Linked DNA regions of Mus musculus: regions 1, 2, 4 and 5 are each linked to region 3. Evidence: chromatin contacts called from public HiChIP or PLAC-seq data. All regions are on one chromosome and are shown on one strand. Each heading gives the region's core, a stretch centred on a gene start, on an enhancer-like site or on the middle of the called end of the contact. The rest is flanking DNA. Distances are from core to core; before and after follow the strand shown. Region 1 holds the start of Lgals8 (lectin, galactose binding, soluble 8). Region 2 holds the start of Ero1b (endoplasmic reticulum oxidoreductase 1 beta). Region 3 holds the start of Gpr137b (G protein-coupled receptor 137B). Region 4 holds the start of Edaradd (EDAR (ectodysplasin-A receptor)-associated death domain). Region 5 holds the start of Heatr1 (HEAT repeat containing 1).

Evidence for each region. HiChIP or PLAC-seq counts read pairs in DNA pulled down with a chosen protein or histone mark.
Region 1: a contact with region 3 is called in an H3K4me3 HiChIP or PLAC-seq map of stem cell-derived neural progenitor cells, with 12 times the contacts expected there. The contact joins the promoter of Lgals8 here to the promoter of Gpr137b in region 3. A contact is called at or near these places in 2 of 115 datasets of contacts at active chromatin or transcription factors (embryonic stem cells and stem cell-derived neural progenitor cells).
Region 2: an H3K4me3 HiChIP or PLAC-seq map of stem cell-derived neural progenitor cells shows a contact between it and region 3, with 11 times the contacts expected there. The contact joins the promoter of Ero1b here to the promoter of Gpr137b in region 3. A contact is called at or near these places in 2 of 115 datasets of contacts at active chromatin or transcription factors (embryonic stem cells and stem cell-derived neural progenitor cells).
Region 4: an H3K4me3 HiChIP or PLAC-seq map of stem cell-derived neural progenitor cells shows a contact between it and region 3, with 11 times the contacts expected there. The contact joins the promoter of Edaradd here to the promoter of Gpr137b in region 3. A contact is called at or near these places in 2 of 115 datasets of contacts at active chromatin or transcription factors (embryonic stem cells and stem cell-derived neural progenitor cells).
Region 5: an H3K4me3 HiChIP or PLAC-seq map of embryonic stem cells shows a contact between it and region 3, with 6 times the contacts expected there. The contact joins the promoter of Heatr1 here to the promoter of Gpr137b in region 3. A contact is called at or near these places in 2 of 115 datasets of contacts at active chromatin or transcription factors (embryonic stem cells and stem cell-derived neural progenitor cells).

What each region holds. Positions count from the first base shown.
Region 1 is chr13:12,460,453-12,463,152 of GRCm38.p6, reverse strand. Lgals8 (lectin, galactose binding, soluble 8) reads left to right here and starts at 1,415. Exons shown (of 10, transcript NM_001199043.1): 1 at 1,415-1,912.
Region 2 is chr13:12,564,632-12,567,331 of GRCm38.p6, reverse strand. Ero1b (endoplasmic reticulum oxidoreductase 1 beta) reads right to left here and starts at 1,449. Exons shown (of 16, transcript NM_026184.2): 1 at 1,154-1,449. The coding sequence starts at 1,255.
Region 3 is chr13:13,392,195-13,394,894 of GRCm38.p6, reverse strand. Gpr137b (G protein-coupled receptor 137B) reads left to right here and starts at 1,271. Exons shown (of 7, transcript NM_031999.2): 1 at 1,271-1,770. The coding sequence starts at 1,402.
Region 4 is chr13:12,519,161-12,521,860 of GRCm38.p6, reverse strand. Edaradd (EDAR (ectodysplasin-A receptor)-associated death domain) reads left to right here and starts at 1,411. Exons shown (of 6, transcript NM_133643.4): 1 at 1,411-1,943. The coding sequence starts at 1,913.
Region 5 is chr13:12,394,047-12,396,746 of GRCm38.p6, reverse strand. Heatr1 (HEAT repeat containing 1) reads right to left here and starts at 1,372. Exons shown (of 45, transcript NM_144835.4): 1 at 1,277-1,372; 2 at 834-1,007; 3 at 109-325. The coding sequence starts at 975.

The sequences.
Region 1 (2,700 bases), core at 166-2,665, 930 kb after region 3:
AATAATGTAGCACTCAACCGAAGCCTGGGGAGCCCTTCTTTAGAGGCATTACAGTAGGGTTGGGAATGTGTATGGCAGATTCCCTATTGACCAAGCCAGCTCCGTCAGTCAACAGGTTCTCCAGGGAGGGAGTCGGAATTAAAAAGAAAAAAGACAACAAGACAACACTGTGGCATGACCCCAGCGAGTTCTGAGGCTGAGTCAGGCTTATAATGTTTTTCCAGTCTGCTTTGATACCAGTTTAAGTACATGCAAAATAATATCAGTTCTGGGTCAAGGACAAGCAGGACTATAAACACAAACAGTCAAGGAACAAAGTCCTGTGATCAATGTTTCCAGGCAGGGGCTTATCAAGATGACCAAGATATCTGAGCCTACTTCCCTCTCCTAGCCCAAAGTCACATTCTTGACTGAAGCCTACTTCTTTGCTCTAGCCCAAAACGATATTCCTGCCTGAGCTTACTTCTGTGTCCTGGCCCAATGTTTAATTCCTGCAAAGTTTCTAGAAACGGGCTCCAAAAGCTCTCCACACCCTATCTCTTACAAACCCCAGAAAGTGTAGTGAGAAGCCTACCACACCTAGTAATAACAACAGAGCTAAGACAACATACATCAAGGGTTAACTCCAGCTATTAAAGTAGAATCTTGAGGAGTTAATCAAAATTAGAAAATGGACATGAGGAAGGAGAAAAAGTAACGAATCAGAACACGAGGTTGCTGCTAAGAGGCTTTAAAAAAATAAAATACAAGTTCAAAACAAAATAAAACACACAGCCAGAGAAAAAGACCAAATGGCTATGTCAAACATGTCCTTTAAAAACAAACATGGCTAATATCTAGAAAAGAACATAACCTTGAGGCCATTAGGACATCAAAACTAGGTAGCTCAGTCAGCCATTCTCAGCGCCCTACAGTTTTATTTAAGTTTGTTCGTACAAATACGGGGCAAACCGTCAGCAGTGCAGCGCCCTGACTATGCAGCTCAGTGCTTATTGACCATCTACTCTGCTCAGAACTGAGCATCAGTGTCTAAACTGTTTCCTAAGGAAGCGTTCCCTGTAGTAAACTCCAGCACAGAATAAGCGGCCAATCACCCAGTGTTGACATGTTCTGGCTACTGCTCACAGGATGGGGTTTCTTGCAGGGACAAAGAAGAACGAATTCCTCCACACACAAGGCTAGTTATTGGCAATGAGTGGCTGCTAAATCTGATTGGCTCACAACATTGTTCAGTTCTGACCCAAGGCTGCAAAGGAGGCAAACCCAGGAGTACCCCGGCCACACCCCCCACGATTATTCTTTAAGTGTATTTTTAACACCCTTGAGATCAGGTATCTGTCCCAGAGTGACCCCGAATTCCTTAAGTTCTCCAGTATGACATTGAACTTGTGGTCCTCCTGCCTCCACCTCGCAGGGCTGGAACTACAGGGGTGCACCCCGACCGATTTGTGCAGAGCTGGGTGGAAATCAACCTGGGGGCTTCCAGCACGTGAGGTGAGCCACACCCCAACCCCAGCCAGCCACTCCCACAGCCAGCCATAGGTCTGCGTGTGTGACATTAAGAGCCCAACAGCCCCAGCTCGCAGCACTCGGACGCCCCGCCCCTGCAGTCGTTCTCGCGGAAACGGCCGCGGGCTGACCCCGCCCTCTGCCTGTGGCGGCTCCGGGAACCGGACGGCGTCCGTCAGGGGACACAAGTCGGAGCAAAGCGCTTACTACCACCGGGGTGAGTCCTGGCGACTGCGGGCTCAGGGACATCGGGATACCACTGTTCCCGGACCGGAATCCGAGTGTGGACACGGCATCCCGCCGTCTCCTCCGTGACACATGCACGGGGCACCGGACACCGGGAGCGATCGTGGGTTGAGGCTTGTACTGGGACCGTAGTGTCGGGACAACGCTGACTGCTGCGGTGAGGGCTCTCCGCTCGGCGGCTCACCTGCCAGGGAAAGGGCGAGCATCACCTGGATCCCCAAGAATGACAGGCCCAGGGACAGTTGACAGCTGTGTCACACTCCGTTATTCCAGACACGCACTTTAGCATGCTGCGTCATTCTATCCCAACGTTAAACACGGGGAAACGCAATTTCTCTGGGTTTGGGAATCGTCCTAAACCTAAGCCACGGCTTGTTGTGACTGACGGTGATACGTGTCTGGAGACTTCGGAGAGTAGTTATTTAATGCCAACCTAGGCCATCTTGATCTCTCTCCGGGAAAGATATCAATTATGGATGTGGTGATGGCAATTCCTTGTCTCCTTTTTGCTCTAGTTCGTGCTTCCTGGATTGCACAGAACAGAATTAAAGGCTCAGAGGATTTGAATAAAATGAGTTAGTGACAGATACTAGGTAGGGGTCTAGGGTGGTTTTTAGGGGTGTAACCAAGAGAGATGCAATTTTCTTTTCTCCGGTAAAATAAGAGATTTGGCGAGTGCCTATTGTCTACAGCCTGGCGGAACTGTAGGAAGTAAAAGACAGGAAACTCTAGTTTCATTTTCTGGCTTGGTTCTGGTTTGAGTCATCAGGACTAGAGGTAGTAAATGATTCAGTGGGCAGGGCGCAGTGCCGAGGGGGCGCTCTTATCTTTCAAAACCGGGCTGATGCAAAACATTGCATTTGGTATTCCCCGGAGTAACTCTGCCACCCCCACCCCACCCTCAACTTACTTAATTTGGCTGGTTGAAGAAGAGCAATGTTTTCT
Region 2 (2,700 bases), core at 200-2,699, 830 kb after region 3:
CCTTTCTTCCTTCTTTTCTCTGACTGGTTCATTGTTTAGTTTTTTGAGAGAGGGTCTTGCTATGTAGTCCTGGCTAACCCAGAATCTCAATATGTAGGCCAGCGTCCAACCTGCGGCAATCCTACTGTTTTTCCTACTGTTTGTGTTTTTTACCCCTGAGAGCTGAGGCTACAGGTGTATGCCACTGTTCCTAGCTGTTTATTTTTATCAAATCATTCAAGAGAACTCACACATGGACACAAACAGAATATTCTTGTATTCTAGGACTTCATGCTGGACACCATAACACCATGAACAAGGCAGAAAAACATGTTTACACGGTTACTCTCACAGTTACCATCATTTTTTTTTCTCTTAGCAATGAGTGTTAATTGCTTCAAACTGCATGCCCCTCATTATCAGGCCATCTGAGACACTTTTGTTTTTCTTCGGTTTTGGCTCTTCGAGCTAGCACTTTGCAGCAGGTGCAGACAAGATATAGCAGCATCTGGCAACCTGTTCAAACCTTCCTCACTAAAAGAGGCAGAGCTAACCTATCTCTTTTCAAGGCAAGAGGCTGTGCTTTGGCTTTCGAGTATGTAGTGAACACTTCAGTAATACCTGCCTAACCAAGGCAACGTCAAAGTCTACCGGACTGTCCAGCCAGCAAGCCTCACTATAGACTTAAGAAGCCCACAGTAGGGGCCTAGGCCCTCCAGTGTCATAACTGGGCTCACCTGGCATGCCACTTTGCATACGTAGGACAGGTGGATAATTATAAAGCGGGTAATGCCTATAGCTATCTCTAGAGCACAAGTTCAAGGAAATGAAGTAATGCCCCCTCTAGCCCAGGAAGAGGATGGAGGGTCTGCCTCCCTGTCATCTGAGGGAAGGATGTCAGAGGTTTGTGTCCCCAACACCTTCACCACTCAAGACTTGTGTCTCCCCGTCACCATCACAAAGATAAAGCCGCTAGCGCTTACTGGCCGTCACCATCTTCCTCTTCCGTAAACCATCACCACGCGTGTCGTGTCCCCGCGCCCGCCGCGCTTTACAGACGTTTCCCGCACTAGCCGGCGCGGTTCTCAATCCCTGGCTGGCCACTCGCACCTGCACCTCGGCCTCTCGGCGACGCCGGCGTGACCCGTCCCCTGCCTTTGGTCCTCGGGCTTACCTGAGTCTTGACCAGACTTGAGAGGAAGCTCAGGGTGACAAGCAGTTGCACCGCGGCCGCCGCCCCCTGCCCAGTAACGGCCCGGCGGAACCCCGGACTCATGGTGACCTCGGCCGCTGCCGTCGCCTCGGCCGATCGGGGCTGGGGAACGACGGCCCGCCGCGACGACGACAGCAGGGGGCAGTGCCTGGGAGCCGGGAGCCTCCAGGACCCGGGGTCTGAGCGCCGGTCTCGGGCAAGGAACACTCTACCGTTCGCAGCAGCAGCGACTGATGTACCAGTGCTGCGCGCCCCCGCTTCATCCCAGGAGGCCCCGCCCCCGGCGTCCTCAGTTATGATCACGCCCTCTGCGCAAAGCCTTCTGGGAGTTGTAGTCCCTGTAGCCCCTTGGGGCCCCCCCACAGTGGGAAGGTCTTGAAAATGGAGAACTACAGGCTCGGAGGTCGCTCTGCCTCCCTGAGGCGGGGCTCCGCGGCGGCCAATGAGGCGGGACCACGAGGCCTCCAAAACACCCAGGAGCAGGCGGGAGAGTGGGTGCTGTTTTAGGGGTTGGCCTGAGGTGGTGGAACCTCTGTTTCGTCGCTCTGAGAAACAAGACTGTCCACCCCCATCCCCGCAGGTCTTCAGGCACTATGCCAATAGCTCTTTGTCACCGCTTGACCTACTGGGGCCAGGATTTTCTCGCCAGGCCGGCCGAATCTTTGACTTGCTATTCCCAAGAGCTTTCTTTGCCTTTTTTCTCACCTCTGCAGCTACCTAAAACCACCTGGCATCTTGTCAGGAAGTCTTCAGCACCTCCTTCATGTCACATGCCCCAGAAGTATCATTGCTTGGTGTCTCCACTACTCCTCTACCAACACCAGAAAATCTATAATACATTTTAAAGGATGAAGGAAAACCCCAGTCTATACAGTGAAAAACGAAGAATCGGGATAAACGCACAGAAAAGCTTAAAGGGACATAGACTATCCCAAATGTAACACATTCTAGATGGTTTTGTGGTCTTAATTACACCTCAAATATTGTTCTGGGATTATGTAAGGTTATGTACATAAGCTTCCTGTAGTCCCTAGCAAATAAGTGATCAATTAATGGTAATCGCTAACTTTACCGATATTCCTGAGTTATAGGAAACTTACATTCAGTAGTATGTATCAATTTGTCATTGTTGATGTAACAAATGACCAGAAGGGTAGTGATTGAAAACAACCCCAATGTATTATCTTACATTCTGGAAGCCAGAAAACTAAAACAAACTGCATCCATTTGGAATATTCTAGAGAATAATGTTTCCTTGCTTTTTCTAGCTTCTATGGCCAATCAAATTCCTAGATTCAGGACCTCACATGACACAGTGGCATAGCCTGCTTTTGTCGTCTGTGCTTTCTGACCCTATCTCTCTTGTGTCCCTACATATAAAGACTTTCGATTGCATGGTGCTCACCCGGATAACCCAGGCAATTTCCTGATCTCAAAATCCTTAATCACATCTTCAAAATCTCCTCTGGCCTCTCTGGTAACATGAGAACATTCGCATCCATGATTCC
Region 3 (2,700 bases), core at 22-2,521:
CCTTTTCCACGCTGTAAATACCCTTTAACTCAAAGACCTCCCTTTCTGTTTACTTAGGTTCACTCTCTGTCAGCGGGCTGCTTGCTCTGCCTCTTGACCTAGGGTTGACTTTATTTAGCTCTTGGATTAAAGGTGTGTGTTAGGGCTGAGCCACACCACAACAATGTGATCAAATAAAGGTAGTGTAGCTCAGGGTTGGGGATAAACTGAGTCAGTTTTATCTGAGATCAGAGAACCTCTGGGCAGCAGCAGATGAGAGAATGGGGGTACAAGAAGAAAAGGGGTGGATCGGCTGGCACTAGTCTCACTAGTTCTTAAGTGCTCCTCTGCTCTGAGGACAAGGGCGCAGCCCCACTATGGCGGGAAGTTAGGGGTTCTGGGAGAACTCTGTGCAGCTTACTTTGAGAGCAGTAGCTACCAACACAGGCCGGCAAGAAATTCTAGCCCTTTGGTCATTTGCATTTAGAATTCCGCAGCGCCGCAGAAGCTGGCCAACTCGTGCTTACATATTAATTTTTTTTAATACGGGTGAGCGTGTGGGTGCATGGGAGAAGGAACTTGCAAAGTGGTTTGATTTTTAAATAAAGAGTGAACTGTAAAACCAGGCATCAGCAGAAAGCGCTAAGTCAAGAGCGCAGACACGCCCCCAAGCCACACCCCCAGCGAAATGCCAGTCTCAAGACTCCCACGTCTGGCGCGCGCAGGCTTGTGGGGTCAGGGGCGCGTAGTTTGTGTGTGAGAAAGGGGATGCTCAGGTCAGAGGCACAATCTCCTCCGTTATCAGACGGCGCAAGATGTCAAAGAGATGCACTGATCAGGGGTGTGTGCTATGAGGGGGCGCACAGTGCATACACAATGCGGATACTTCCCAGCACCATCATTAGGATCTTGGGAGTGGGGTGGGGTGGAATGCACGGATCCCGGACACGGATACTCCCTAGTCCCATCCCCACCTACGGGATAATGGGGAGCACACGGGTCGGGGGCACAGATGTTTTCCCAGCCGCAGCCGTGAGGTCCTGAAAGGCCCATGCACACAGGTTAGGATCACGCACTGCACCGGCGCGAATCACCCTAGACTTGGCCCGTGGGGCCGCACAGCCACAGGATTCTTGGCATTGGAGCCCAGACCAGGCTTCAGCTCTAAGGCCGCTGTCCCCAGGGCGCGCGCACCAGGGGCGCGCAAGGCCGGGATGGGCGGGTCGGGTGCGGACGCGCGCTCCCGGGGGCGCGGCGCTGCCAATCGCACACAAAGGCCGCCCAGCAGATCATGTGGTGCGGCGGGAGGAAGTGCGGCTTGTTTTCCCGGCTAGGCTCTGGAGCGGCGGGCGCGGCGCGATGCGCGGGTACCCGGGAGCGAACGGCTGCGAGCCCTGATGAAGCTCGAGCAGCCCCAGCCTGATGGAGGCGCCTCCGTGGGAGCCGGTGCGCAATGACTCCCTGCCTCCCACGCTGAGCCCCGCGGTGCCGCCCTACGTGAAGCTCGGCCTCACCGCGGTCTACACCGTCTTCTACGCGCTCCTCTTCGTGTTCATCTATGCGCAGCTCTGGCTGGTGCTGCGCTACCGTCACAAGCGGCTCAGCTACCAGAGCGTCTTCCTCTTCCTTTGCCTCTTCTGGGCCTCGCTGCGTACCGTGCTCTTCTCCTTTTACTTCCGAGACTTCGTGGCAGCCAACTCGTTCAGCCCCTTCGTCTTCTGGCTGCTCTACTGCTTCCCCGTGTGTCTACAGTTCTTCACCCTCACGCTCATGAACTTGTACTTCACGCAGGTGAGAGACGCTCACCTGCCGGGGTCGCCCACCATCCTCCGGGAGGGGTAGGTCTCCTCGGCCGCAGGTGGAGAGGGTCGGGGCGAGGTGCAGGTTCTAGGGTGCTGAGACCATCCCATCTGCAGGCCCTACTCTCAGGCGACCCCCAGTTGTTCCCAAACGTAGGGAGGACCCACCGGGTGCCTGGAGTCTTCTGTGCACATCACATTCGGTGCTGATGCAAGAGGTGTCTGATTCTACTTTCCCCTGTCTCCCTTGCTCATCTCAAGACACCTACCCCTTATCCTGGAAGGCCATCTGCATGTTGGCTCCACTTTGGGGCCAGGCACCAGCCTGTTGGAAGTAATGATGAGACAGGCTTGATTTTGATGAGATGTTTTGAACCTTTGGGATTAGGATCCCTACTGTACTGTGAATTAGTAACTCATTCCACAGGATTGCTTCACTAGGGCAGTCTGGTGGCACACCCAACTCCTCAGTTGCAGGAGGTTTTTGGCTTGCTGTCTGAGCTCATCGGAGAAGCCCCAAGAAATAAGCCATAAAATTGAACCTGGACTCTTTTACAGGACCAGCAGCTTGGTTTTATGAGACCCGTAGTTAATGAGCTAAAGGGTTGCACGAGGGCTCTTGTGGCTGTGTCTCAATGAAAGTACAGTGATTGCAGGAGGCTGAGTAAAGCATTAGCCAAGGCTTAATGATACTGATGTTGCCCTTACCGACTACTCCAGTTCCCATTAGCTTCCCAGGCACTAAGTTGTGCATTTTCAGTAGTACTCTGCCCAAGGGGCGAGCTCCTGTTGTGTCACCTGTTGGGGTGATTGACTTGTCTTCTTGGCAGAGGCCCCGTGCAAGCAGGCATTCCGTGCCTTTGAACGGTATCTCTATTTTTCAAAAGAAAAAAAAAGAGTGCAGGTCAGTGGTGCCATGAAT
Region 4 (2,700 bases), core at 162-2,661, 870 kb after region 3:
AACCTCAGAAATGAATTCCATCTCTGCGTGGAGTATAGAAGGAACCACAGACCAAACCTCAAAGTAGACTCCCTGAGAAAATACCCTTTCTAAATTAATTTCCCTACCTTACCTGAGCCTTTGTGGCCTCCTCTCTAAAGACCCAACTCTTCCATGGCAGCATCTTATGGAGAATACAAACCAACCCCAAGAGTGCCGTGAGCCTCAGAACCACAGAGCAGCCTGGGGGGCACCACAAAGATACATTGGCATTTGCTGTCTCCCTGAAATGTTCAGTTTATTAATTAATCTGAATTGGGTAATTTGTTAATGAAATTGTCCAGCAAATACTGAAATAATCTTTCTTTTCTTACTTCCTCCTCCTCCCCCCTTCCTCCTCTTTTTTAATAAAGCCCCACACCATAAAGTTCTTGGTGGTCTCAAACTCCAGACTCCCCTCCTGCCTCAGTCTCTTGTGTGCTGGGATTACAACGTATATCATCAGGCTGGGGCTTATGCATGCCAGGCACTCTACTACTGACCTACATCCTTGGCTGGCATCTCCTTTAAACTCCTTTTTTAAAAAGAAAATAGTTCTATGCTTATGTCCAAGGCAGATATAGATTATGTGCTTCCTTTCAGAGATTCCTATTAAATGTAACGTGTCTGTAACCTTTGTATATGGCACATAGTGAAGATGCTGCCACTAGAGCTGGAGAGGCAGCTTAGCCTTGAAAGTGCTACCACTTTTGCAAAAGACCCAAGCTCAGTTCCTAGCAAGGCCACAACCACCAGCAACTCCACCTTTAGGGGAGCTACCACCGTCTTCTAGACCCTGTAGGCACTGTACTTGTGTGTTCATACCCCTCACCCCCAATATGATTTAAAAAATAATAGAAATAACTTAAACTTTTAAATAAAATATAGCCATTTTAAAAGATCAGATTCGCCATGCAGTGGTGGCACATGCCTTTAACCCCAGCACTTGGCAGGCAGAGGCAGGTGGATTTCTGAGTTCTACAGAGTGAGTTCCAGGACAGCCAGGGCTATACAGAGAAACCCTATCTCGAAAAAACCCAAAAAACAAAAAACAAAAAAATAAAAAAATAAAAGATCAGATTCTCTGCTCTTAATTAGAATAAAATCCCATTTAAGCTAAATCTTAATTCGTTTAAGGGCCCATGGGTTCTGCATTTCTAACAGAACCGTATACTGTTTTTTTGGTTTTTGCTTTTTCCTTCAGAGGAGTAAACCAGAGACCTCAAGACTGACTTTTCTTCCCGCTCCTTTGTGTAGTGCTCACCCAGGAGGTCAGGCAGTAACTAATGCCAAAGAAACATCAAATTAGAAAGTGCTAGCGTGTGCGGTCATGCCGCCGTTCAGGCTGCCTGAAGATTAGGAAACTGTTCAAACATCAAATCGCCGGCAGGCGTCTCAGCCCGGGCCTGTGCAAGGAGCACGCTGGGAGTGCTTTGGTGTCCCAGCTGAGGACGAGATTAGGAGCCGGGAAAGCCACCCGCGCGTGCGGCAGCCAGGGGAAGGCTAGCTGAAAGGCTCTCCCAGTTGCGATCGCGTGGGACCTCCGTGGTAAGACCAGGGTTCTACGCCCTAGGTACCAGCAGGGCAAGTGCTCCGGGGGCCCCTCGGTGTCCTCTCGTGCCCAACCGCAACCCACGGAATCCTCTCCAGAGTTCTGGAGAGACTCGCGCCGGGAAGGGGCTTTGCTAATTGCAGGAAGTGAGCACGAGGAAGAAGTGGCAGAGATCAAGAAGAGGAAAGGGAGGAGGAGGAGCAGCAGCAGCAGCAGGGCAGAGCGCAGACAGAGTCGCGCATTACCACGCAAGAGGTTGGGTCCCTGCGATCCTGCTGTTCTCAGGGGTCCTAGAGACTGTCCACCCCTGCTCGGACACTCATCTGTCCTCTCCTGGTCTTCATGGCTTCTCCGGACGACCCTCTGCGCTCAGGTAAAGCGGCAAGGTGCCGCGCCCTCACTTGGGGTGTGACCACCAGCTGGATTAATGAGACTGAAAGACTGAACTTCAGTCATCCCCTGGGAGCGGTTTTTTTTTTCTTTCTTTCTTCCTTCCTTCCTTTCTTTCTTTCTTTCTTTCTTTCTTTCTTTCTTTCTTTCTTTCTTTCTTTTTTTTTTTTTTTTTTCTTTTGGACACCAGGGCGCCAGATGTGTGTCAGGCTGGATGGGAACAGCTGCGGCACGCGTCTTACCTCTCCCGATCCTACCCCTGCGCTTGCCCCTCTGTGAGCAGCAGCTGATCGCTCGCTTCCTGCACACTGCAAGGTGTGCGTGGTCCCTCTCCCCACGCGGAGGCCCGGCCGAGCGCTTTTGTTCTGGGCCACGCGGGTGCCTGGTTGAAACAAGTCAGCCAACCTTTGATAGAAAAGAACATAGGAGGGAGGATTCTGCACCCCCTTCCTTCCAGGCTCTCCCTTGCTTTCCACTCGCACATTTCCTTGTTCGTCTTCTCCCTCCTAGCTTCACTTTGCTGAGATGTGTTTGCTTCTGTGCAAGTCTTAACCTCTCCGAGCCACTATTCAACTATTATACTGTCCACAGAGCCACGAGGCTGAGCCCACATGCGCAATCCCCACCTGTGGAGGTCTCTAGTCCCCGTAGTACATTAAAAATGTGCTTTGATATCTGAGGTCAGAATCTAGATTTTTCTATCGCTTCTCCCTCATTTAAGGAAAATTCCTTTAAACGTC
Region 5 (2,700 bases), core at 123-2,622, 1.0 Mb after region 3:
TTCAAGAAGAGCATGTTCACTTGACATTCTAAACATCATGTTAACCTTTGAAATTTGTGAAAGCAATCTAGCTTACCAAGTGTTGGCAACTAATGAAGGTTTAGCTACCTGTGAATCAGCCATTCCAGACACTTCTGCGCTGGCTTGAGGAGGAAATAAGGAGACAAGTGAAGGAGGAACGATGAAATGTTTTCATCCAGCTGCTTGTTCACTGCTTTGGTCTGGACGCTGCGCTCCAAGCCTTTTGCCAGCTGGCTGAACAATGGCGCTTCAAACTGTTCAAAGGCAGGGTCAATCCCAAGAAGCTCCTCCAGGCCAGTGCATCCTAGGAGGAGAGTCACGTGTAACTTCTTTGTAGGCAAACCCAACAGATACTCTCCTGTTCTCCTCACCCCCAAGCTCATGAACTCTGTTACCATGTGTTAGACACTCTCAAACACTGGCTTTAGTTGTTAACATATAGGATAAATCTGACCCCCACTCACTAGGAGAAAAGAAAGTACTTCATGACAAGAACTCCACCCGAGCCCTTCTTTTTAGTCATTAAAACTACATCTAGTTCTGAAAGTCTCCTCTCACACCACAGTCATTGTCTCGGTTTCTTTACTTTTCTTCCTTTTTACATATTAGTTAGTTTGTGAAATTTCAGATACCATTATTTATAAATACATTCACACATCTAGCAGTATTGCTGTTTCCCACCCCCTTACCAAGAAAACAAGGTACTGCTCGGGAAGCGAACGGGGGGGGGGGCAAGAAAATACAGAACCTCCCCCCCCCCCAACTCCCCGATATCATGCTCTGGGAGCTTTGCTAAGTGAAAGGTGGCTCACCGATGGCAAAGGCGGTGTCCCTGTCGATTGTGGCCGCCTCCTTGGGGTCAAATAACAGAGAGGCAACTTCACGTCTCGATAGGAGGCTGGGATCAGTTTGAGGGAGGGCGAGTCGCTGGAGCTGCTGGGCTAAGGACGTCATCTTGCACGGAGGCGGATGTCTCAAAACACCGGCTAAGAACGAACAGCGTGAAAAGTTTTTAGGAAACGTCAGGCGCCTTAACAGATGGCAGGCCAGGGCTCATGCTCTGGCAATACAGCGCTCAGTCCTTTCGAGGACACAGAAACTTGCTTCCCCGACCCTCCAGGACCCACCACAGCAATTGCGTTAACTACGCCTCCGCAGCACCAGCTTTCCCCAGCTCTGCACCACGACCTCACGGCCCACCCGGCCACCCGTTCCAAGTCACGGCCGCGCCTAGCCGCACCGTGCTCCTCCTCACCCTGAACTCGGAATATCAGCAGGATTAGACAGCTAACAACTCCTCAGATCAGCTCCCACATGGTGCCGGCACTGTCCCGGAACTCTAAAGCACGCCTCATAGGAACTTCCGGCTTCTCACTACGGCAAGAGAAAAGGGACACCTTTGTAGAAAACGCAATACAACGGCCCCGCCTCCGTGACTCTAAGTTCCGCCTATTCAGGCCAGCCATTTAATTCCCCGCCTACTTTCCCCTCTAAGGGCCTGAACCTCAAAGCCCCACCCTCCGCTCGCTCATCCAGTTAAGCTCCGCCTTCCATCCGCACCTCTTTCCAAGACACCACATTTATTCCACGCCCCTCCTTTAAGCTCCACCCTCACGAAAATGTGCTAAGCCACGCCTACAGTACCTCCCCCTTCTTTCCAGAAAGCCACCTATAAGTCCCGCCCCTCCGCTCCTTGGTGCTACAGCTCGCTTCTCTAGGTACCCGACGCCTCGCTCAGTGTTGCTATGTGCCTTCAGGCTTAGGTCTGGGATTCTTTTTCCCCAACCGCCTTTGGGAGCTTTACGGGTGTGTAGCAGGAACCGGTCATTCACGAGATACTTATCCAGCCTGCGAGGGGCTGAAGCGCGGGAAGCCGCGTTTCTAATTCTAATGCTACCCGAGGAGGGCACAAACCTAACGTGAGTTGTAGTTCTCAGTGCAATCTGGTTGCTCTGTAAGTAGTAAACACTCGCTGAACGCAGTTACTGACAACCTTATCACCTTTGCCTTGTCTGCAGTCCTAGGGAGTGGTGTTTTTCTTATTCTGTTATTATTATTATTAGAAACATGACATTTTAATTTTTTTAAGTGAAAATAACTTTTTTCAAGATGGGAGGTGGCGGCTCACTTCTTTAATTCCAGCTCGAGGGAGGCAGAGGCAGTCAGATCTGAATTCGAGGCAAGCCTGATTTGTGGAGTGAGTTTCAGAATATCCAGAGCTGCACAGAGAAACCTTGTCTCAAAAACAAACAAAAAACAAAAACAAAAAATACACAAAACTTTTTTGTTTTCATATTCTGGTTACAGTTTCGTTCCACAACTCTTCCCAGATCCTCCAACACTTCCCCTTCCACCCAAATCCACACCGTTTTTTCTCTTTCTTATTTAGGGTACAAACATACGATGATGACGACGAAGGCGATAGGCAAAATAAAAACAAACATCAGAATAAGACAAAACAAAGAGAAGAAAAAAGTGCCAAAGAAAAAGCTCAAGAAACACATATAGAAAGAGACATACCTGCTTATACACACAGAAAGCTTATAAAAATGCAAAACCAGAAACGGAGATATATACGCAAAGGACCTATAAGGAGGGGAAAAGATGCCCTGACAAAGAATTATGAGGCAAAAAAGGTCCAAAAATGCTACAGAGTTAGTTCAAGTTAGCTCATCTTAC